Regions from separate parts of the Mus musculus genome. Here regions 2, 3 and 4 are each linked to region 1. The links are chromatin contacts, called in public Micro-C and promoter capture Hi-C maps. All regions are on one chromosome and are shown on one strand. Each heading gives the region's core, a stretch centred on a gene start, on an enhancer-like site or on the middle of the called end of the contact. The rest is flanking DNA. Distances are from core to core; before and after follow the strand shown.

Region 1 (5,235 bases), core at 1,194-3,693:
AACAGTCCAGAACATGCCTTTTATCAGAAAATGCAAAAAAGTCATAATGCATTAGAAAGCCATGTGATGTTCTCAGAATCCACTCCAGCAGTCCATAGCAATGATTCTGGAGACAGATGCACATGAACTGGTGGCTACATTTCCTTGAGCTACATTGTTTCCCTAAGGAACAGTCTTTAGGCTGTGGTAAGGACTGAGTGAAGCAATACAAGCAGTTAGTTAGTCTCTACTGTTTTGACCAATTCACAGTTCCTGATCACCTGCCTTAATGCTCATGGTGCGGTTTAACATCCAGCACTGCCCACCAGGTGACAGGGTGTACCAAATAAGAGGAACCCTTCTTTTGGGCAGATCTACAGCATACGACTTCCCAGGCAAGGAGACTTTGCATCCTATACAAATTTCACACCACACAAATAACCCTGATTCCAACTCTCCTTCCTCCAATAGGAAATGACCCTTGTTCTACAAATAAGGCCTGGTGCATGGGTAGATGAAACCATGCCCCACAAGGTGGCAGAGATCTTCATATCCCTGTCAGGGTATAGGAAAGAATACTTTGTTTCTGACTAAGCAACATGTCTTAATGGTCTTCTCCAGGTTATACCCTGACTGGGAGCCATGGCTCCTCAGCCACAGCCTGGATGGTAGCTCACTGTAAGGAGGTGCTAAACAGGATGTGCACAGTGGCTCCAGTTCCAGCAATGACCCATCTACACTGAACCTATTACTAGTAGTCTGAAGAGACAGTCACAGTAACAAAGCTTGTGTTCTGGTGTCTCCTGAACTCTCTGAACTGGCTCCTTAGAGAGGTTCAATGTGGAACAAACCAGTAGTCTCCATCCCCAATACTCAAACTCTTAATATTAAGCCTCGGTTTTATAGGGGGTTAAAATATATTCATCTGTCAATAATCAAAAGGTCAAAAAGACCTCAAACAATATCTCCCCAGAGGCTAAATGGCACTGAGCTGTGAACTGTAAGCTTCCGATAACAATGGTCACAGCAGCCCTGGCTGCAATGAGGCAGAGTGACCCAACCTAATTGATTCACCCCGGGAAAACGGGGAACCGGCTGCAGCCACCTAACTGGAGACTCTTCCACAGGCATGGAGAGCCTCTTGTCCTTTACATTAAGGGCAATGCATCCAGGGCCAGTTGCCCTTCAGGATGGAGGGCAACCTTGCCTCTAGAAATCAGATTAAATAATGTGATAGTTTCTGACCACCCGTATCTGGCACGATGCAGAGAGAGCTAGCACACATTGTGCTAGAGGCAAAGGAGCCAGCCATCCTCTGTAGTGATGGGCCAAAAGCAGAGTAAGGTGAATCCTGTTGTGACCCATCTTCCTAATTCAAGAAGTGGCTGCCCATCTGAGGTTTCACATTCAGAATTTCTGCCTCAGAAAGTTTCCACTTTGCTAGCATGTAACCATTTTCCCACCCAGGTGGGCGAGCATACCTCACTTTGCCCCAGTTCCACCTATAGTGCACAGCTTTCGGGGGATGCAGGTACAAGGGGCAAAAATGGTTCCAGTCAATCCTTACTATAATTCTCCCCATCCATCTGTTCACGGGGAGAGAGCAAAGTGTGGATGATTCAGTGGAGATATCTGTCCTCTAACTCCTCCTTTCTTTTGTGTGTAGTTATAAAAAGAAAGAAAACACAAACAGCCCACAGTCACAACATCAACAACCCAGACTCCCCGTGGAGTTCGCAGGAGGTGAGGCGGTTGCTACACCACCTGCTTGGCTCCCCCAACTCCTGGCAGCCGTTCCAGGCTCCCAGGCCAGTGGTACCAGCTTTGCTCCACAGTTGAGCGTAGAGTAACTGGCACTCCTGGCTCTGCTGGGTGGCTCTCCGTGTAACCCTGGGCGGGCGGCCAAGCTACCCGGCTGTGTCCAGCCGTCGCCCGTGCCTTGGCCAGCTGGCGACCAGGCGCGGGGACCCCGCGGCCAGGTGGCCGCTGCACCCGGTGGACTCCCGGGTTACAAAGCTGTTGCACGGCTGGGTCAGACAGTAGCAGGCAAGGGTCTGGCTCGGCGACCTCGGCCGTAGCAGGGCAGTGCCGGAGCTTGAGCTCGGGGCGCGCACCCTTACCGCGCGCTCTTTGTCCGGGGTGCGGCTTCTACCCAGGCGCAGACCGCCCGGGGCGGCGTCCGCGGGAGGCAGCTCGAGTGTCGGAGCTAACTCTAGTAGAGGTGCAGAGCTCGGGCGCCGCCCCCGGGCCCCAGCGCAGGGCTGGCGGCTCAGCTGAGAGCCCGGGAGCCCGCGCCCAACTCCGAGCGCCCTGCAGCTGCGCTCGGCCCTCAGCGGGCCGCCCCGCGCTTTACCTGCAAGGAGCACGAGCCGCGATCTCATCTCCCCTCCCGCGTGCTTAAACTCCGGCGGCTCCCCAGCCCGCCGCCGCCAGGGGAGGGGCTGCCCTCCCACTCCCACCCCGCCGCGTCCCGCCCCCCGCCGCGCCGCTTCCCACTCGCGGCTGCCCGCTCCCGTCTAGTCCCGCCTCCCGCCGCGGGACCATCGGTTGCCCTTTCCATCACTCACGCTCTCCTCTTCCGCTTATTGGTCCGTGTCGGAGTGACGTCGGAACAGAGCGCTCGCCACGAAGGAGGCGCAGGGGCAGACAGGCTTTGCTGGGAAGAGAAAGCGCAGCTGGGACGCGAAGCAGCAGCGGCGGTTCCCGGGCCTGGCCGCTGTTCCCTGCGGATCCGTGCGTTCTAAGCCTATTCCTGGCTTGTCTCGCACGTTCCGCCGAGGGCTGTGGAATCCCTGCAGAAAATCTCAACTCCACGCTTCTTTCTGTCTGAAGTTGTTGAAGAAATGTCCCCACTTTCTCCCTTTGAAACGGGAAGTGACTTCCTCCTCCTAAGGCCGTGCAACCTCAGGACTGCGCCTCCTTTGGAGCAGTGCCATACAGTCACGACCACTAGGTGCTACACCTCCCTCCTGATGGGAAGGTCACCCACTCAGTTTCCACTCCTAGTACTTATTTGTGCTGCCACCTTCAAGAGAAAAAACCTTTGTACTTTCCACTACCAGACTTACAGACCTCAAACCTCAATGACCTCCGACCCTCCTCAAAGCATCAGTCTCTGATCTGTCTCCCTCTTTGGAGTGGAGTCCGCATCCTCAGCACCAAGTGACTTCCAAGCTTTCCTCTGCTCTATGTGTCACCCTGCCTTTCGCTGCCCTTCATCGCTGAAGCAGAGTGCTTCTCCCCTCCCCCACCCCCACCTCCACCCCCAACCACAGCTGTTTCCAACTTCATTCATTTGGCTTTCATTCAGGGAAACTGCATTTGCCAGTCACCTCTGCTGTCTTCTGCCCTTACTAAGGCCAGAGGACATTTTGCTTCCCAATGCTACCTCATCTCACAATTTCCTCCTCCTTAAAATGCCCTCTTCTTTATGCCTATTGCCTTTTCTCTCTCCTGTCCCCCTCCCCCACCCCACCCCCAAGTCTATTTGACTGGCTTGCCTGCCCTGAATGATCGCTAAGAGTTTTAAAAGCCTCATCCTTTTCTCCTACTCCACAAATTTCCCTGTATGATTTAATCTGCTGCCAACACTCCAATCAATACATTTCAGATTTACACTTCTTTTCCTTGCTTTCTCGGAGTTCAAACCTATTTATCTAGTTCCCCACTTAGCTTCTCCCCTTGTATATGCCACCACATCTCAAATAGTAAGACATCCGTCATGCTTTCTCTGCCTTCCTTCTGGTGGTCTGTGACAGCCAGAGTATCACAAACCAAAGTCGGCTTTAGTCCTGGCATCTAATGAATGGTCAAGGTCCTGATTTATAAGTGCCTCTACCTTTATATGCCTCCTCCACCAACTGACTGATTGTTAGGAATATAAGTTTAAAGAAATTGTGTAACTTAGTAACAATTTTGTGCGACTTGCAATAATGCAATGTATGTGAGATAGAAATTGCCCACCAAGAGGCAGGCGGATTTCTGAGTTCGAAGCCAGCCTGGTTTACAAAGTGAGTTCCAGGACGGCCAGGGCTATACAGAGAAATCAATATCTCTAAAAACCAACAACAACAAAAACAAACAAACAAAAAAAGCAAGCAAACAAACAAGCAAAAAGAAACTGGCCACCAGGCAGCTCTGATAGGAGCCAGGCCACAATTACAAGCTCCAGGCTGGCCACCTGGCAGCTTGAATACAAGTCAAGTCCAGGACAGGTTTTACTAAGCTAATGAAATACTCCCCAAGGTAGACACTTCCTATGCTGGTCAACTAGTCACAATCTGTGAACCCTGATAGCACAAATCTACCATCTAATGAAGTAATACATAAATTGAAAGATTGGGAGTGGTCTCTACTCTAGGATCAAACTGTCCTGCTCCAGAGACAAGGCTTCTCTAACCTCAGTGTGGATTCCCATCAGCAAGAAGACTTGAGACTGTGTATGGCCCTGGCCTCAGTGACCATTGAACTTCTGGCACTGTGTGTCACTGGGCCCACACAGGCCTACCTGTGATGGCTCCTGGCCTATGCTCACAAGGACCTCCTAGGATCTCCTTCAGTGCCATCCCCAGCCTGCCACAGTTGAAGGACTTCATGGAGGATGAAGATCAAGCCTATGAGAAGATTTCCCTGTGAATCCGTCCCTGTACATGGTGTTTCTGCCCAAACAACTGCTCCTGCTCCATGATATGTCTAAGCGTGATATTATATTAGCATGGTATTATAATGAATGTTTGTATGAGTAAACAAAACATATTTGAAAGACAAATTTATGTAGACATCCTAATTGCCAAGTGCCTTTCAGCCCCATAGGCCATACCCTCCACACTACTACATGTACAAGTTAAGTAAACATTAGATTTGAAATTAATGTTTAATAGAGAATTTAAAATACTTTAAAGCCTTATAAATCATCAATTTTTACATCTTGGACTGAAGCTGATTTGTTTACAGCTTGGGGAGTGGTTATCAATTTTGGGTTTTAGGACATTTTAGACCAAAGCTGATTTGGTTATAGTTTAGGGAATGGTTATAGTGTTTGGCATTTAACATGTTGAGCTCTGAAATGTTTACATTTTAGGTGGATTCAGTTAGTGTGACTAGGGGTTTTTGTTGTTGTTGTTGTTGTTGTTAGCATTGTCTAAACTCCACCCCCACAGTTACCTGGCAACAGCCAGGTATGCTCCTCCCCACAGTTACCTAGCAAAAAGTCAGGTAGGCCTGACCCACTATAAAAAAGGATGCTTGCCCCCTCCT
Region 2 (5,235 bases), core at 867-3,366, 780 kb before region 1:
AACAGTATTTACTTCCTAGAACAGCTTGTCACCAAACATCAACGGGAAGAGCTATTTTCAGCCTGTTTCTTTTTATTATTCAGGCATTCATTCATACATCCTTCTGGAAAAAAAAAAAAAAAAAAAAAAAGAATGGCCCTGGGCTCTGATCACCCTGGAGGCAGTCGCTCAAGTGGAGAAGGAAGAACAATGTGGGCAGAAGCCCCTCCGCAGGGGCAGAGGATCTGCATTTGGTTTTGTTAGTCTATTCTTGCCTTCATGTTTTGAGACAGGGTCTCTCTTCTTTCTGCCTCTTTGCTTCACACTTCTGCCTGGACCACAGGACTTCAGACCACTCTCCCGTCTTTGATTCCTGTCTCATAGTAGGAGCGCTGGGTTTACAGACAGGTGCTTTTTACGCGGATTCTGGGAATCTGGACTCAAGTGCTTAGTAGGCTTGCAAGGGCAAGCACTTTACCTAGTGATCCATCTCCTCAACTCTTGAGACATGGTCTCAGACTGTATCCCAGGCTGCCCATGAACTCATGGAGATCTGACAGCCTTAGCCTCCTGTGTAATGATGTCACAGGCATGTGTTGCCATTCTTAGTTGGCCTCTGTCCCTTCAAGTGCGGTGTGAGGTGGCTGGTGGGTGGAAGAGACTTTCAAGGAGTACTTCTGCCATGATTGTTTCTTGGTCTCTCAGCAGCCCCGATAACACCTTGGCCTGTGATAAGTCTTAGCAGTGTTGACTAAACTATGTTGGGACAGGTGGCAAGAAACAATGCCCTGTTCCTTACCTATGGCTGTGGTAAGATGCCCTGAAAATAGTAACTTATGGGAGAAAGGATTTATTTTGACTCACATTTTGGGATTTCAGTCCATCATAATGTCAGCAGCAGAAATTTGAAGCTGTAGTCACATTACACTGTCTAGAAATGGGCTGCAGAAATGGCACAGTGGTTAAGAACACTAGCTGTTCTTCCAGAGGCCCTAGGTTCAGTTCTCAGCACCCACATGGCATTTCACAACCAGGGAATCTGATGCCCTCTTCTGGCCCCTGTGGGCACTAAACACATGTGCGTGCACAGACATACATGTAGGGAAAACACTCAGACACATGAAAATATATATAACTTTTTAAAAAATGTAAAGAGAGATATGTGAATGCTTGTGGTTAGCTCACTCTGTTTCTACAGTCCAGGTTCTTAGCCTAGAGAATAGTGCTGCCCACAGTGGGCCAGACTTTCCACTCTGGTAACCTAGTTAAGATATTCCCTATAGGCACCTGGGTATTTCTAGATGTTATCAGGTTGACGGTTAGGATTAACCATCACACAGGGATAAGCTCAGAGTGCTGTTGAGATAACAGAGGTGGGGATGACTTTCTGGGGGTGTCTGGGACACCCTCATGGGTGCTGCCTTTAGAAGATGACATGGGAGGAAGAGATGGGTTCCTGGGAAAGGGGACTTGCATGCCCCATGGGAGTTAGGACAGGACAAGGTTGAGTATGGGGGCACTCGTCAGCATAGGACTTCTAATTTACAACCTGCTGGGCAATGGGTAGGCAGTGAAAATGATGGACCCATCAAGCTGGCTCTTCATCCTGTAGCCTGGTTGGTGTGCTGCTTTGTCGTTGCTAAGCAACATGAGGAAGAAAGGGTTTGTTTGGGCTCACTGGCTGCGGGGACCATCCATTATGGTAGGAAAGCATGGTGAGGTGGTTTGGGAAGCAGAGAGAAGTGGATGCTAGCGCTTACCAGCCTTCCCCTTTTTATTGAGTCCCTGACCCCAGCCCATGGAATGGGTGTTGTTTCACCTCCCTTAACCTGTCAGGAAACTCTGTCATGGATGTGTCCAGAGGTTGTTTCAAGGTGTCTTTGGAACCTGTCAATACAACAGACTTAATGGCTGGTCTGAGTGGTATTTATTCCCAGGGCATTTCCATCTCCTGCCCTACAGTTACAACACTGGGGGTCTGGGGATGCCGCTCGGGTGGTAGAGCATCTCTGATATGCAGGAGGCCCTGGGTTCCTGCACCTCAGCCCTTGGTGCTCTGGGAAAGCTAAATGAGCCAGCGCAACTGTGATGGCACCAGGAGTGCAGGCCCCTCGGCTTTAATGAGCTCACTGTGTTGAGCCGGTTCTAGCTGTTTGCAGCTCTCAGGTGACTTGGGATCTCTGCCTACTGCACACTTAGCTTCCTACATCTGCAGTTAATTTGTTAAGAGACCTTAATTAGAAACTTCAAACAGTTTAAATGTCAATCACCAAAGCAGTGAAGTTCTCAGGTCCCAGCGTTCTGCCGGTGTTGGTCATCGGGATGTAATCCCAGGTGGACATAATTCAAGACAGATGACATTCCTGGGTTGCAGTTACAAAGGGCTTCTATATGTGGGAACTAATAAGCTGGCCCCTGTTGTCGTTCAGCCAGAAGGATCATCCAGTTAGGTCTTCTGACTTTCTGTTCATACTTTCCGTTCATTCATGATTCCATGGTTGGGCCAGTGAATGGCAAAGGACCGCCAGAGCTACGCTGCACATAAAATGCGTGGTGTATACAGTAAGAGCGATAAGATTCCTATTTAACACTGCGCTTTTCAGAGGGAAAATAATCACAGGCTGGGAGTGTGGCTCAGTGATGGGCGGAGTGACCTAAAATGCTCAGGGTCCCTGGGCCACCACCACCAAAATCTGACCAATTTTATGCTTCTTTTTAAGTCCTAAGCTCGAAGGCACTAACAGATTTGGAACTCACAAATGTTGGCTCCTTGCCACTTTGTCTTTTTCTCTATTCTTTGGTCTCTTAAAAAATGTGATGAAAGGGTTAAATATGGCAACAAGTCTTGTTTTAACAGAAAGTAAAACCCAAGGCAGGCAGAATAAATTAACGCCCGCCCTTCTCTGCAGGTCAGTTAGTGGGTGTTACATCCTTTGTCGTTTGTGCTACAAAGTAAATAATTTTGGGCAGCTGGGTACTTTTCACCACTTGTACATTTATGACTAATGATACCAGAAGATCTGTGGTCATCAAAAAGAAAAAACTGTGTGAGGGAGTTCTAAGTTGTGTTTTGTTGTGTCTTGAAAGCTTAAGAATATACATATTAAGAAATATGTGTACGTAAGTCATTTATATGGAATCTTATTTTATTTGAATTTGAAGTGTTTTTAAGTTTTAAAACTAGTTCAAGTTTCTCATACCGAACTGTGGGGTTTTGTTTGTTTGTTTGTTTGTTTGGATTTGGTTCTTTTTGTTGAGTCAGAGTTTCTCTGTGTAGCCCTGGCCAGTCTAGAGCTTAGACTGTAGATCAGGCTGGCCTTAAACTCAGTGACCTGCCTACCTCTGCCTCTGCTGGGATTACAGGCATGCACCAACATGTCTGGCCCCTATTTTTTTTTTAAATATATATTAAATTATATATTTGGCATTTAAAAGTTAACTTGTTTGTTGTTTTGTTTTGTTTTTTGTTTTTCGAGACAGGATTTCTCTGTGGAGCCCTTGGCTGTCCTGGAACTCACTTTGTAGACCAGGCTGCCCTCGAACTCAGAAATCCACCTGCCTCTGCCTCCCAAGTGCTGGGATTAAAGGCGTGTGCCACCACGCCTGGCTTAAAAGTTAATTTGTATTTTTAAAAGATAAGAAGAAAATGACTAATTGTTATTTCTTAGACATAAAGATGTTAGACATAGAAATAAAGATGCTACCTTAAAAGTCTGTGTGTGTGTGTGTATGTATGTGTGTAGTATGTGTGAGAGAGAGAGAGAGAGCAAGAAAGCAGTACAGTGTGTGTGTGTATGCATGCATGCGTGCATACCACCATACATGTGTGGAGGTCAGAGGACAATGCTCACACCCATTACCTTCCTTCTACTGTGAGTTTCTGGGATCCAGCTCAGGTGGTCAGGCCTGCACCTTGGCTGGCTAAGCCTCTCACTGGCCTGTCAGCTGCTTTTGGAAGTTGAAAACTTATTTTTAACTTTGTATCATTTTTAGGTTTCCTTTCTCCAAACAAAGTATGTTGGTAAATCATCTCTGGGCAGAAACAGCTCTCAGCAAATAGCCAAACATACCCCGACTGGAGATTTCATGCATTTTCGGGTAGCCAGCTCTGTTTTAAAGGCTTCTAGGAGGTGTTTTCTTTTGAAAGCAGCTCATTGGCGCTGTTTGGTGTGCTGGGTGTTGTTAAAACTCCATATAAATGTACACATATTAAAACACAAGGTTTACAGGTCCATTCGGGCCTTTTCTCTCGTGCGGCTCCCATGATCAACCCCCACCCCCACCCCCGTGCGTTACAGCAATCCTTGGGCTGTGAGCATGGGCACAAAGCCGCTTTATGTGGTCAGAACGTGCGATTTAATGTTTTCTTCTAATTACTTGTCGAAACGCAAAGCAGCTGATGTCCACCCGTCTATACTGTGTAAGTGGAATGCAAACGCCCGGTGGCTTTTACAGCCATGGATTAGGAAGCGAATTCAAATCCCCCTCTCTCTAGAGAGAACTTGGCGACTTATTCCTGGTCTCCCTAACTCACGGACTAGATCCCTGTTATTACCCAGCAGCCCAGCGAGGCAGTGTATTTGAAATACCACGTGGAAAAGTTCCTCCTCCTTAGACCTGAACCGAGAAGACTCATGTGTCCTCATCTTCTCACTTGTGAAGTTGCTGCGGAATGGCAGTAAAATCCCGGGAGCTCATTTTATGTGAAACCATTAGCAGCCTGGGAAGTGAGGACTGGCTGGCTCTCATACTGTAAGACACTGGACGTCCTTCTTTATGGGCCTAGAGGGCCAGCAGGAAGGCAGAACGGACAGACGGGCTTACGAACCTGAGTGTCGGGCCCTGGTCAGCAATCATTTTGTAACGGAGTCTCGAGACTTAGGTTGTCAGATTCACAAGCGTGCCTTTAAGTGTGGCGGGCACGCACGTTGCCATTATTGACTACGTGTTGTGACAATGCGATTTCTGTTTCCGACTCCGGCTGCGGAACAGGGGGCGGGAGTTCTGAGCCTGGGGCAAGCGTGGCTCGCAGAGCCCTCAGCACTAGAGGAGTGGGGGAGCATTTCCATTTGTGTGGTGGGAGTACTCCCTGAAATGGGGTCAGGATACAGGTTATTGGCTACCTGTAGGGCTGGCAAATGGTCCTGACAGTGGCTAACCCAATTCCAGGTTTTTTAATCTAAAGGTGGATCTTATTTTTTTTCTAATTAAAAAGAATTTAAATTATATTTATCTATAGTGTGTGTGTGTGTGTGT
Region 3 (5,235 bases), core at 1,643-4,142, 750 kb before region 1:
CTCGTCTAGGGGCGCAGGCACCATGCTGCCGGCATCAACACTGTGTCCACCTGATGGAAATGCCTGGTGCGTGCCTGTGTGACTTAGGGACACTAAGAAAGCCAAAAGGATTAGCAACAAAGAAAGCTTGTCACCTTTGTGCAGAAGCCAGCTGGCACCTCTCAGTGACAACCTAACCGGCTCCATTTTCACTGAAGCCAAGCCGCAGAGCATTGCGGGTCTGAATAGGCAAGGGGGGCGGGGGGGACCGAGCCTGGAGCATGACGGAGCTCGTTTCTTTTATTAGAGGTGACACGGGGCGAAACCCACAAATATAAAGAAACTTTAATAAGCGGTGCGAGCTCGGGCTTCGGGGATGCCTTGAAGAGTGTTAGGCCTTCCAAAGCCATTTCTGATTTAGTTTTCAAACTTAGAGGGGAAAGAAAAAGCCAACTGTCTCAGCCTTTGCTTTGGTTAGGTGACCTAAATAGATTGTAACTCTACGATAAATCAATGTCCTAACTGTGAGCTAGATGCCGCCTCGGCTCTGGGGACAGTCGCCCTAGACGAAGAGTTCCAGTGTCTTTCTAGAACTCTGGACTGTCCTGAGTAGCTTTTGGGGAAAATAAAGGTTCTGAGCCATTTTACTGTTTGCTTTTCCATTTGAAAAATCTGTCAGCTGCAGAGTCATTTTTTCCCCCTCTGGGATCACTGTGATGCCCCGAGGTGGGTACTTCAAATCTGTCTGTGAAATGCCACTTAAAAAATAATACATAAAATTGTTCTTCTTTATTTAATCAAATGAAGGATATTTGAGAAAGAACTTTTTTTTTTTTTTTTTTTTTGAGTTGGGGGCCATTGCCACAGGGTCTGTATGTAGCTATGACTGTCCTAAAACTCACTATGTAGTTCAGACTGGCCTTGAACTCACAGAAATCCACCTGCTTCTGCCTCTGAGGTGTGTGCCACCACGCCTGACTGTCACTTTGTTTTCTAGTAGTTATTCTATGGGAATGTTAAGTAATAGTTGTGGTTATTAGAGATAGCCAACCTTAGTGTGCCCTTCCGTACACTGCTACACATAGTGTTGGGAGAGGTACTCGGTAGGTGTAAAGAAATGATAAATGCCTATGTTCTTCGCGGGTATTGTGCCAGCTTTTAAAAAATTGCCAGTGACTTGTATGTTAGCAAAAACATGTGATATGAAAATCTCTAAAGGCTTTGACTGTGAGACTGAGTTACTCAGTACCTGTAAAAAAAAAAAGATGACTAAAATTAATAATGAATATGGTGATAATGAGCAATCTCTCTTCTGGTTCCAGTTGCTTGGAACCAGATTGCTCTTGGTTTATGACAGCTTAGTATCCACGGGTTTGTAAAATACTGTAATGTGCTGCATAACAGTAGCATAACAGGAAAATTAGCCCCCCTTTATTTTATGGGCCAAAGTTCTAATCACCATATTGATCATGTTGAAGAGGAGCAGTGTTTTCCAGTTAAAGGACAGTCTGATTAAAATAGGATTCTTCAAAAATGTCTTAAATGCGGAGGATACATTTATTCTTTTTTAAAGTACCGATTAATGACATTTTCATAAGTGTACGTAATGTACATTAGACCCACTTAGCCTGCTATACTATCCTTTCTCACCCTCCTAGATTTCTTTTGGAAATGATTTTTCTTCATTTGTTAAAGATGAAGTGGCCACAGTATATATCTGGGTTTTATTTGTTTTTGTTTTTTGTTTGTTTGTTTTGCCACTATTTCAGAAACAGAACCATGTCAACAGGCACAGGGAAATCCAAATGATGTTTCTAGAACTTGTTTTACAGCCTAAGCAGGCAGAGAAGCATTCCAAAGTGGCCAGGGTCAGAAACAGAAAGGCTAGGGATGGGTCCCCCCTCTGCTTAAAGAAAGAAGAAAAACATAAGTCTCATGGATAATTAAAACTGCCTGAGTGTTTCATGAGTATTTTTCACAGCAATATTTCCATAAAAATATTTTAGTTGAGGGATACAGAGAAAGGATTAATAATAGAAAGAAAAAATCCCATTTTATTATATATATATATATATATATATATATATATATATATATATATATATATATAGTTTTTAGTCAATATAGTTTTCAGTGGGGACAAAAACAAAACAAAACAAAACAAACAAAAAACCCTAAAGTGTACTTTCATAGGATAACCCGAAGAAACATCTCCACATATGGTCCCGAAGGTTTACAAAAATAAACTGGTGGAAATGACCATGTGTGTGAAAAGAAGTCCGTTTGGAGTTGCTCGGGGACCACTGTTAGGATCCAGTGGCGCTTCCAGTCCATCAGACATTGTGATAATCAAGTGTACATTTTCATTCAGGGAGTTTAGAGAGAGCATTATTCTATATCCCATAGAATAATGTTTTCTTTAAACAACTCTTAACATCAAAATGGCAAAACTGTCGGACGGAGGCATGTTAGATAAAACAGATGGGATTCTCAGATCGTGCACCGTTCAGCCGTTTGATGGAATTCGCGCCACCCTGACCAGCGAGCCCAGATGGCGCTTAAATCTGTCACTCTTTAACGACCCTACTGTTTTTTAAAAATATTTTTATATTGAGCTCATTCAGTTTAATCTGAGAGATTAATCATTTCCAAGATCTGTCCGGGGAGGGCTGGCTGAGGGCTTTCTCTTGCCAGAACGGAAGCAGGAAGGATGGCAGAGGACAGGGCCTACCTGCTAGCCGAGTCCTGGACTGGAGGCCCCTGTGGGCTTTGGGACATTCACAGACAGCAGGGTTGAGAAGCCCACCCGGGGCGTAGTAGCAGTGGGGCTGAGGGAGAAAGGAACAGACATTTGGGAAAGGCCTGGGGGGTGGAGGTGAATACTGACGCATCCAGAAAAGCCGTTGCTGTTGCCAACCTCCGCGTTCTGCAAGGGGTCTGGAACTGGCTGGGTGATGCCGGGATGGCCCTCACTACAAAGGGTTGACCCGGTGGGTGTACCACCTGGAGCAGACCCCCCGGTGGAAGAACCTCTCCAAGATGGTTCTAGAAACAATCCGCTTTACACTGGGACTCTCGCCAATCTTATAGGTCTTCCTCCCAAGGGCTCCCATCCTCCTTTCTTCTTAAATTTCGGGACAGTGATTTGTGCTGTGAGACGCTGGCTAGCCTCTCCTTCCATGTCCCTAACCTCATGTATGTTTGCAGAGTGGCTTGCAATTGCTGACCTGCTAGGACTAAGGGGGAAAATAAATGTTTTTTCATTATGCAGTTGTGGTTTTTATCCCCATCCCCCGCATCTGATATATCAGGCGTCAAAATATGTTGCAGAATTTACAGCATTAATGTGAAAATTTCTATTACCACTAAAAGGCTACCAGCGATGGTCATACAGTCACACAAGTAAGGGGGCCCTGCTGCCGAAAGAAAGATGCTCTCGGCTATGTTTGGGTGTGGCAAGGCAGCACTTCTATGGGTCATGTGACTACCACTTTTAACTAGGGGTCTCCTAGAGGGATGCTGATATGCCCGGGTCCAAGTGTCCTATGCCCACCCAAGTTTCTGCCTATTGAACTCACATGTTGGAGTTTTGGTTTAGGATGCAGGTTCTTTCTAAGCGAATGGGTTTGGTGGAGACCCATCAGAGAGGAACAGAGAAGAGAGCTGTGTTTGGGAGCTTTAGGGTTTCTGGGGACTCAAGGTCCAAAATCATAACGGCAGATATGAGGGTGCTCAGGAGGCAGGACAGAAGGGTTGACACAGGTTCCAGGTCAATCTGCTCTACTTAGTGAGTTCCAGGCTAGCCAACGGTACATAGTGAGACCTTGTTTTTCCATAGGCTTTGATCTGTTCTGAGCAGAGCACTGAGCACTTAATATGCTGATATTGAACACGTAGCAGCCTGGGTTGCAGCAACATGCACCTTATGGAAGGACCCCATGGCAGTCCTCCTCAGGAAGCTGAGCCTGCCCACAGGGAGCTCCCTCCGGAGGAACGGAAAGGCCACCTGCTGTCTTCTGCAGCAGGATCAGGGTGTGATGATAATTAGAACAATTAGAACGATTGGACTCTGCACGTGTACCGGTTTCAGTCTACAAAGTATAAAATAGGACAGGTTATGGGAGGCAAATTGTTTCCACACTAAACGTTATCTTGATGGGGCCAAGGGGGATGGATGGCCAAGGGAATGGCCTCCTCCTTGCTGTGTAGGCAGGAGGCTCAGTTCTTGATCAGCAACATTCATGTACAGGAAAGGCACAGCTTGTACACTGTGACCCAGCACTGAGGAGGTGGAGACAGAAGATTCTTGGGACTTGCTAGCCAGCCAGGTTCACTTAGAGACTCTGCTTCAAAAAATAAGGTTGGAGCTGGGCATGGTTTTTATCTCAGCATTCAGGAGGCAGAGGCAGGGAGATCTGTGTGAGTTCAAGGTCAGCCTTGTCTACATATTGAGACCCAAGACAGTCAGGGCTACTTAGTAAGGCCCTACTTTAGGGGGAAAACAGGTTGAAAGTGATTGAGAAAGATACCTGACCTCTAGTGTGCACACAAGAGTGCACACACACATATAGTGTGCATATACACAGATAGCATATAGCATATATACAGCACAACACACACACAGATACACATGCTCACATAGCATGCACACACAGTGCACACAGACATACACATACACATATACAGTGTATAACACATACACGTACATTGCTTACACGTATGCACACACATACACAGCACATACAATGCACACACATACATATATACACAGCACAGAACACATATACAAACACACAACATACAGACACATAGCATACAGTCTTGATGAAGTAATATAATTCGTGTATTTGATATTATTTTAAAAGTTACTACTTTGTTTTTTACTACATTAAGTATTCCTATAGTTATAATAAATATTTTATTAGATTTTTTTTACTGGTTTATTCATTCTAATTATTTAATTTCCTCTAAAAACTAAAAATTTGGGCTGGAGAGATGGCTCAGTGGTTAAAAGCATTGGCTATCTTCCAGAGGTCCTGAGTTCAATTCCCAGCAACCACATGGCGGCTCACAACCATCTGTAATGGGATCTGGTGCCCTCTTCTGGTGTGTCTAAAGACATCTACAGTGTACTCATATTCATAAAAAAATCTAAAATCTTCATAATATTCCTATTAGTGAATAGTCTTATCTGAAACAACAGGAGCAGATAGAAATATGAAATCATAGGTGTTTGTTTATAGATGTAGATATAAG
Region 4 (5,235 bases), core at 1,805-4,304, 640 kb before region 1:
GTCCACTTTGGGAACTAGAGGGTCAAGTGCCCATTATCCAGGTAAGCAGTCTCTCCCTGGGAGACCAAAAATGCATGTCAACATGCCAAGTAGAGGAAGCCAGAGCCACCAGGGCCACCTGGGAAGGGAGGCCTCAGCCAGGCAGTACTAATAAAACCAGACAATACCACAGTGTTGGCGAGATCCAGCCAGGAGCTGGGCAAGGACGAGGGTGGGAGGAAGGGCCTGCCTTCCTCCAAAATCAATGTCCCTGTTAACTTGGGCAGAAGAAAATCTGACAGCTCTGGAAACCTGCCCATCTGAGGCAAAAGAGGAAGCCGAGAAGCAATTGGAGCCAGAGGAAGACTAGAAATGGCAGGCGAAATTAGCTGCCTGTTGGGAACCCAGGGCACAAGCTCTCCATTCTGTTTTCAAGATAGGCCTGATAGCCCTGGGCACAGGTGCCATGCTCCATCCCCACATGGCCTTCCAGCTGCCCTTTGAAGCAGGCTGCCCCTTGGGGTCCAGTCAGAGCTGTTTTTTAAACATCCATGGAAAAGACAGGCCCTCAGCTCCAGACCCAGGTCTCCAAGGGGCTGTTACATTTTGTTATCTGGGATATATCTGAGAGGCCACAGGCCTCACTGAAGCCTTCAGAGAAACAGAAGTGCCACGAGATGACTCTAGAGGAGAATCACCTTTTTAGTGACAAGGTGGTGGTGTCCTACTGACCGATGGGTCTTTCAAACCTCTGGGAAAGAGAGAGTGGTGTGAGTCCACTCTCCAATTATACTCCACTTTCTATTCCTAATTCCAGTCACTCTGAAAACCAAAACGTATGTAGTGGGTTTAACAGCTGACCAGGAAACTCAAGCCAAAGCTTGTGTCCCCGACCGTGTGATATGATCAGTCCTGCATTTTGGGGAGGGAAGGCATGAAAGCGATTCCAGATACCATGTGAAAGTCCATACCATTATGGCTTCCGAAGCCCCAGGATTTGCTGTTGTGTTGTTATGGGTTTGAGGAGAACTTATGTCTATTAGAGAAGCCACAGATGACCAGAGAGAGCCCTTTGCACTGTAATAATTCATAGACAACATGTAGAGGTTTGGGGTTACAGAATTGTAGAAATTCACTTTTCTTGTGGTTTTAAGTACAGATTTTAGTTGGAAATACTATGTTGTTAAAAAAAAAAAAAAAAAAAAAAGACCTGAGCTTGTGGCTTTGCATAAAGCCCAGTGATAGCATGTTCCTCAGAATAGTTTTGGGTATCCTGGAACTTGGGTGTCCAGCTGGCCTCAATCTTAGACCCACCTGCCTCTGCCTCCCAAATGCTGGGATTAAAGTTGAACACTGTTGTGCCTAGTATTTGTGAGCAAGTCTTGTCTTAAAAGAGTGATTGCTACACATACTTCTGGCTTTCAGATGCCATGTCCCATGAACTACCTATTCAAGGAGGGATCAGGGGTGTGACTCAAAAGAGGACCCCCCCTCCCCTGTCCTCAGCACAACTGCTGTGAATGGTTAAAGGGTAAGTGATGTAAGCCACTTGATTGGGGTGGTACTTCTGAGGACGATGACAGCCTTGCAGGTCAGAGAGATGAGGAGGGTCCTGGTGAGCGCTAAAGCTGTAACATTGAATCCTAAAATCATCTCAGCTCTGTTTCCTGAACACCTAGCAGATGGTCCAGATTGTGACCCTGAGTATTTTCTAAGCGCAGGGCCATCTGTGTGTCCCTTTGCTTCTCTAGTTCCATTCTAGTTGCATCCTGCTAGGAAGAAGTGCTGTGGTTTCGCCTTTCTCAGTTAGGAGTGATAGAGGCAGCGTCTTTTCTGCCTTAAAATTCTGCACCAAAATGTTTTTGTCATATTATCTCAAAGTAAGTAAGTAAGTAAATAAATAAATAAATAAATAAATTTTTTTCTTCTAGATTTGCTAAAGATACTGACCTTGTGGGGCCAGGTCAAATTACTGAGTACTTTGCGTTTCTGGAACGCTTTGTGTTGGCTTTGGTTAGCAGACTGCAAACCACTATCAAAAGGGGCCACTCAGAGTCGGTTCTGCACTGGGGACTGATGGGATGGGATGAGGAGTCAGTCTGTCTCGTCTGCTGCTGACTTTTAATATATAGAAGGTATGAGGATTCAATTAGCAGGTCTCCATCCAACACCAACATGGTGCCTGCCATGTAGAAAGTACACAGTATATCTTAATGTATGATCGCTGGGCTACAGGGCTGCCCCTTTGTCTCCCAGTCTTTGGAAATAATATGGTAGCACTATGAAGTGCTGGAAATATATGCTCACTCGGGCTGTAACCCTGGCCCCCACATTCCAGGCCTCTGACCCCACCCCCACCCTGTTACCTGCCATCCTTGGCTGCTAGCACCTGTCTATTTTAAATAGTTTGCAGAGAAGGGATTTTTTTTCTTTTGTCTTCCTTTGAGAACTCTTTAGAGTCTCTCTTAACATATTTTCACAAGGGCTCCGCCCGTGTGACCTCTCAAAGGCTGTGCACACCTCCAGATGTGATCACACTGGATATTGCCTTTCAGCTCATGGATTAGGGATGGATGACAACAGTTAACCCAGAGTGGAACTCCAGCAGAGGTGCTGCCCACCATATTTTAGGCTACCTCAGTCTACCACAAGATATCAATTCTACTAGCAGTGACCAACAGTACTTGGGGTGTGGAGGCAAAAAGATCAAGAGCTTGAGGCCAGCCTGAGATACTTAGTGAGTTTGAATCTGTCCTGGGCTACATGAGACCCAGTTTCAAAAAAACAAAAGTGGGGAGGCAGGCAGGCTGAAAATATGATTTTGAGGATGCTTGATTTCTTTCTTCCTTCCTTCCTTCCTTCCTTCCTTCCTTCCTTCCTTCCTTCCTTCCTTCCTTCCTTTCTTTCTTTCTTTTTTCTTCTTTTTTCTTCCTTTTTTTTTTTTCTAAACAAAACAAAACAAAACAAAACAAAACAGGGGCTTACTTTATAGCATTGACTAGCCTGGAACATTGACTGAGCTGGCTATGAAGTTACAGAGATCCACCTGCCTCTGCCTCCCTATGCACCCTGACACCCATCCTCTTCTTTTGCCTGGGAGTGGCCCACCGTGGGTGTGGCTTTGTTTTTGCTGGTAGTCCCAGCAGGAAGCCTGTAGTTCTGCTGTGATTTAAACATGCGTGTCATTCTGGAATTCCTTGGGTTGAAAAAGTAATATCCGAGATGCCCTTGTGAATGAGATTAGTGTCCTGATAAAAGAGATTCTAAAGAGTTTGTTGCCCCCTCTATCATATTAGGACGCAGTGGGAAGGCACCGCCATGAATCAGGGAGTGGGTCTTCACCAGACATCAAACCTACTGGTGCTTTGGTCTTAGATTTCCCAGCCTACAGAACTGTGAGATTCAGTGTTTTTTGTTACTAAGCCACCTAGACCTGACTAGACAATCAGCAAGGAAGATCAAAGGCCCAATCCTTCCTAACCCCCGCTGGCTGAGATTTCTCAGGAATTGGGAGGGGATCTGAAGGCCTGCTACAGGTAGGATTTTCTTTTTCCTCTCACCTACAGATAATGGGATAGTGCTTAGCAAAAATATGCATAACACTGAAGATGCAAATAAGGGCCAGGGAGTCTGTAGGCAGCTGCTCACCCTTTCTCAGCCAAGTGGGCTTAGTCAAATTCTATTCTTTTGGAACCTGGATTTATTCTTGATAACTATTCCCTTCCATGGATAATTTTTATTGTGACCATAATGTGTTCCCTAAGAAGGAGAAGGAAAAGAATCAGATTGGATATTCTTGGAGGCAGAAACCATCTATTTAATATATATTTATCTTTAATGTATGTTTGAAGGGGTGTGGTTGAGAGGACACAACTGAGAAAATATTGAAAATGTTATCACTGTTAAAATACATATCTGGCTTCCGATTCTTGTACTATAGTATGGTCATATATAAGAATTTATGTGATAGAGGTCAGCAAACCCAGTTTCTCTTCCTTTTGGCATACAATTTTATTCCTCAGATTCTTCTGTAGTTATATATTACCTTGGAGTTAAGTTTGGTAACTACGAATGTAGCTTCTAAGGTTGACCTTAGACACTTCTACATTCTTGCTACCTCATTAGGCTCATTGCTAAGAGAGGGAGAGGAACAGGGAGAGGGAGAATATTTGGGAGTTGCAGATTAAAGATGGTAGAGCCAGGGCTGGAGAGAGAACTCAGAGAGAAGAGCATATACTATTCTTTCAGAGAACCTGTGTTTGGCTCCCAGGACCCATACCAGGATATCAGGAGCTCCAGCTCCAGGGCATCTGATACCCTCTGGCCTCTCAGGGACCTGCATACATGTGACATACGTACACAAATACACATAAATCTTTTAACACAACAACAACAGAGAGCTACTGATAGCCTGGTCTCTGAATACAGACAGACAGACAGACACACACACACACACACACACACACACACACAGGTAGGCACACAGACACATATAGGCTCACACATGGGGAGAAAGAGAAGGAGAGACAGAGATAGACAGAGACAAACATTGGGATGTGAGGTTATGTAAGGAAGGATTTTTGAAAGATAGCCCAGAGCATCACAGAGGCTGAGAAATTCTGTGATCCCGTGTCTGTAAGCTAAAGAAATATAGTCTTCCAATCCGAGTCCAAAGCCAGAGAGCCAGGACTTCAGTGGCCAGAGGCAGAGGAGGATTGAAGTTCAGATGAAGGAGAGAGAAATTCACCGTTTTTCTTGCTCTCAGCCTTTACCAGATTGGGTGATGCCCACCCACACTGGTGAGAGAATCTCTTCCAAAACCTCCCCCAGAGACACACCTAGAAATACTGTTTTACCAACGATCTGGGCCACTAGCCCAGTCCACTCATCTGAGAGAGCTCCATGACAGATAAGATGGCACTTGTGTACCCTCGATGCTGTTTATCACCCATTTCTTAATTTCCCCTTTAAAGGTTCCCATGGACTTCATCTCTGTAGAAAGAGAAAGGAACTCTCAACCCTTCCCCTATCACCGCCCACCACATATATGAACATATTAACATATAATTGTACTAAATAGTCACTGCATAACTATTGTGTAAACAGTCTCACAACTATGCCAACCTCTGAGGGCTGTAATTTTGCCTTTTCTAAAATGTCATCAAGTTCCCATCAGATGCTATAAGGCATTTTCAGACGCTTTCATAGTGCGTGTCTTTTCACTGATAATAGTTTGTTGTCTGTGTGTATCCCATT

Evidence for each region. Promoter capture Hi-C pulls out the DNA fragments that hold promoters and counts their contacts. Hi-C and Micro-C count contacts between places; a contact is called where the count stands out from the background.
Region 2: a contact with region 1 is called in a promoter capture Hi-C map of second pharyngeal arch cranial neural crest. The contact joins the enhancer-like site here to the promoter of Tmtc4 in region 1. A contact is called at or near these places in 10 of 39 promoter capture datasets (the 3T3-L1 cell line, 3T3-L1-derived adipocytes, the C10 cell line and 6 more), 5 of 115 datasets of contacts at active chromatin or transcription factors (craniofacial prominence, embryonic forebrain, embryonic stem cells and 2 more) and 2 of 9 other capture datasets (liver and macrophages).
Region 3: a contact with region 1 is called in a promoter capture Hi-C map of hippocampal neurons, with 5 times the contacts expected there. The contact joins the promoter of 1700108J01Rik here to the promoter of Tmtc4 in region 1. A contact is called at or near these places in 6 of 39 promoter capture datasets (the 3T3-L1 cell line, cranial neural crest, embryonic stem cells and 3 more), 2 of 484 Hi-C or Micro-C datasets (cerebellum and embryonic stem cells), 14 of 115 datasets of contacts at active chromatin or transcription factors (SST interneurons, T-cell acute lymphoblastic leukemia, bone marrow-derived macrophages and 11 more) and 2 of 9 other capture datasets (adipose tissue and embryonic stem cells).
Region 4: a contact with region 1 is called in a Micro-C map of embryonic stem cells, with 4 times the contacts expected there. The contact joins the enhancer-like site here to the promoter of Tmtc4 in region 1. A contact is called at or near these places in 1 of 39 promoter capture datasets (the C10 cell line), 2 of 484 Hi-C or Micro-C datasets (cerebellar granule neurons and embryonic stem cells), 2 of 115 datasets of contacts at active chromatin or transcription factors (bone marrow-derived macrophages and large pre-B cells) and 2 of 9 other capture datasets (adipose tissue and liver).

What each region holds. Positions count from the first base shown.
Region 1 is chr14:122,980,840-122,986,074 of GRCm38.p6, forward strand. Tmtc4 (transmembrane and tetratricopeptide repeat containing 4) reads right to left here and starts at 2,444. Exons shown (of 18, transcript NM_028651.3): 1 at 2,333-2,444.
Region 2 is chr14:122,198,260-122,203,494 of GRCm38.p6, forward strand. The region is part of intron 1 of Clybl (citrate lyase beta like); the gene reads left to right. Among named protein-coding and RNA genes, the nearest start is that of Clybl, 19 kb to the left of the region's middle. Within about 2 kb of position 2,117, at least 8 of the 459 cell types and tissues checked have an H3K27ac peak or open chromatin away from gene starts, as enhancers often do. A contact at or near this core is called in craniofacial prominence and second pharyngeal arch cranial neural crest, where this site is marked.
Region 3 is chr14:122,230,746-122,235,980 of GRCm38.p6, forward strand. 1700108J01Rik (RIKEN cDNA 1700108J01 gene) reads right to left here and starts at 2,893. Exons shown (of 2, transcript NR_015532.1): 1 at 2,711-2,893. The region is part of intron 1 of Clybl (citrate lyase beta like); the gene reads left to right.
Region 4 is chr14:122,338,692-122,343,926 of GRCm38.p6, forward strand. All of the region lies in intron 2 of Clybl (citrate lyase beta like), which reads left to right. Among named protein-coding and RNA genes, the nearest start is that of Gm25464, 47 kb to the right of the region's middle. Within about 2 kb of position 3,055, at least 9 of the 459 cell types and tissues checked have an H3K27ac peak or open chromatin away from gene starts, as enhancers often do. A contact at or near this core is called in cerebellar granule neurons and embryonic stem cells, where this site is marked.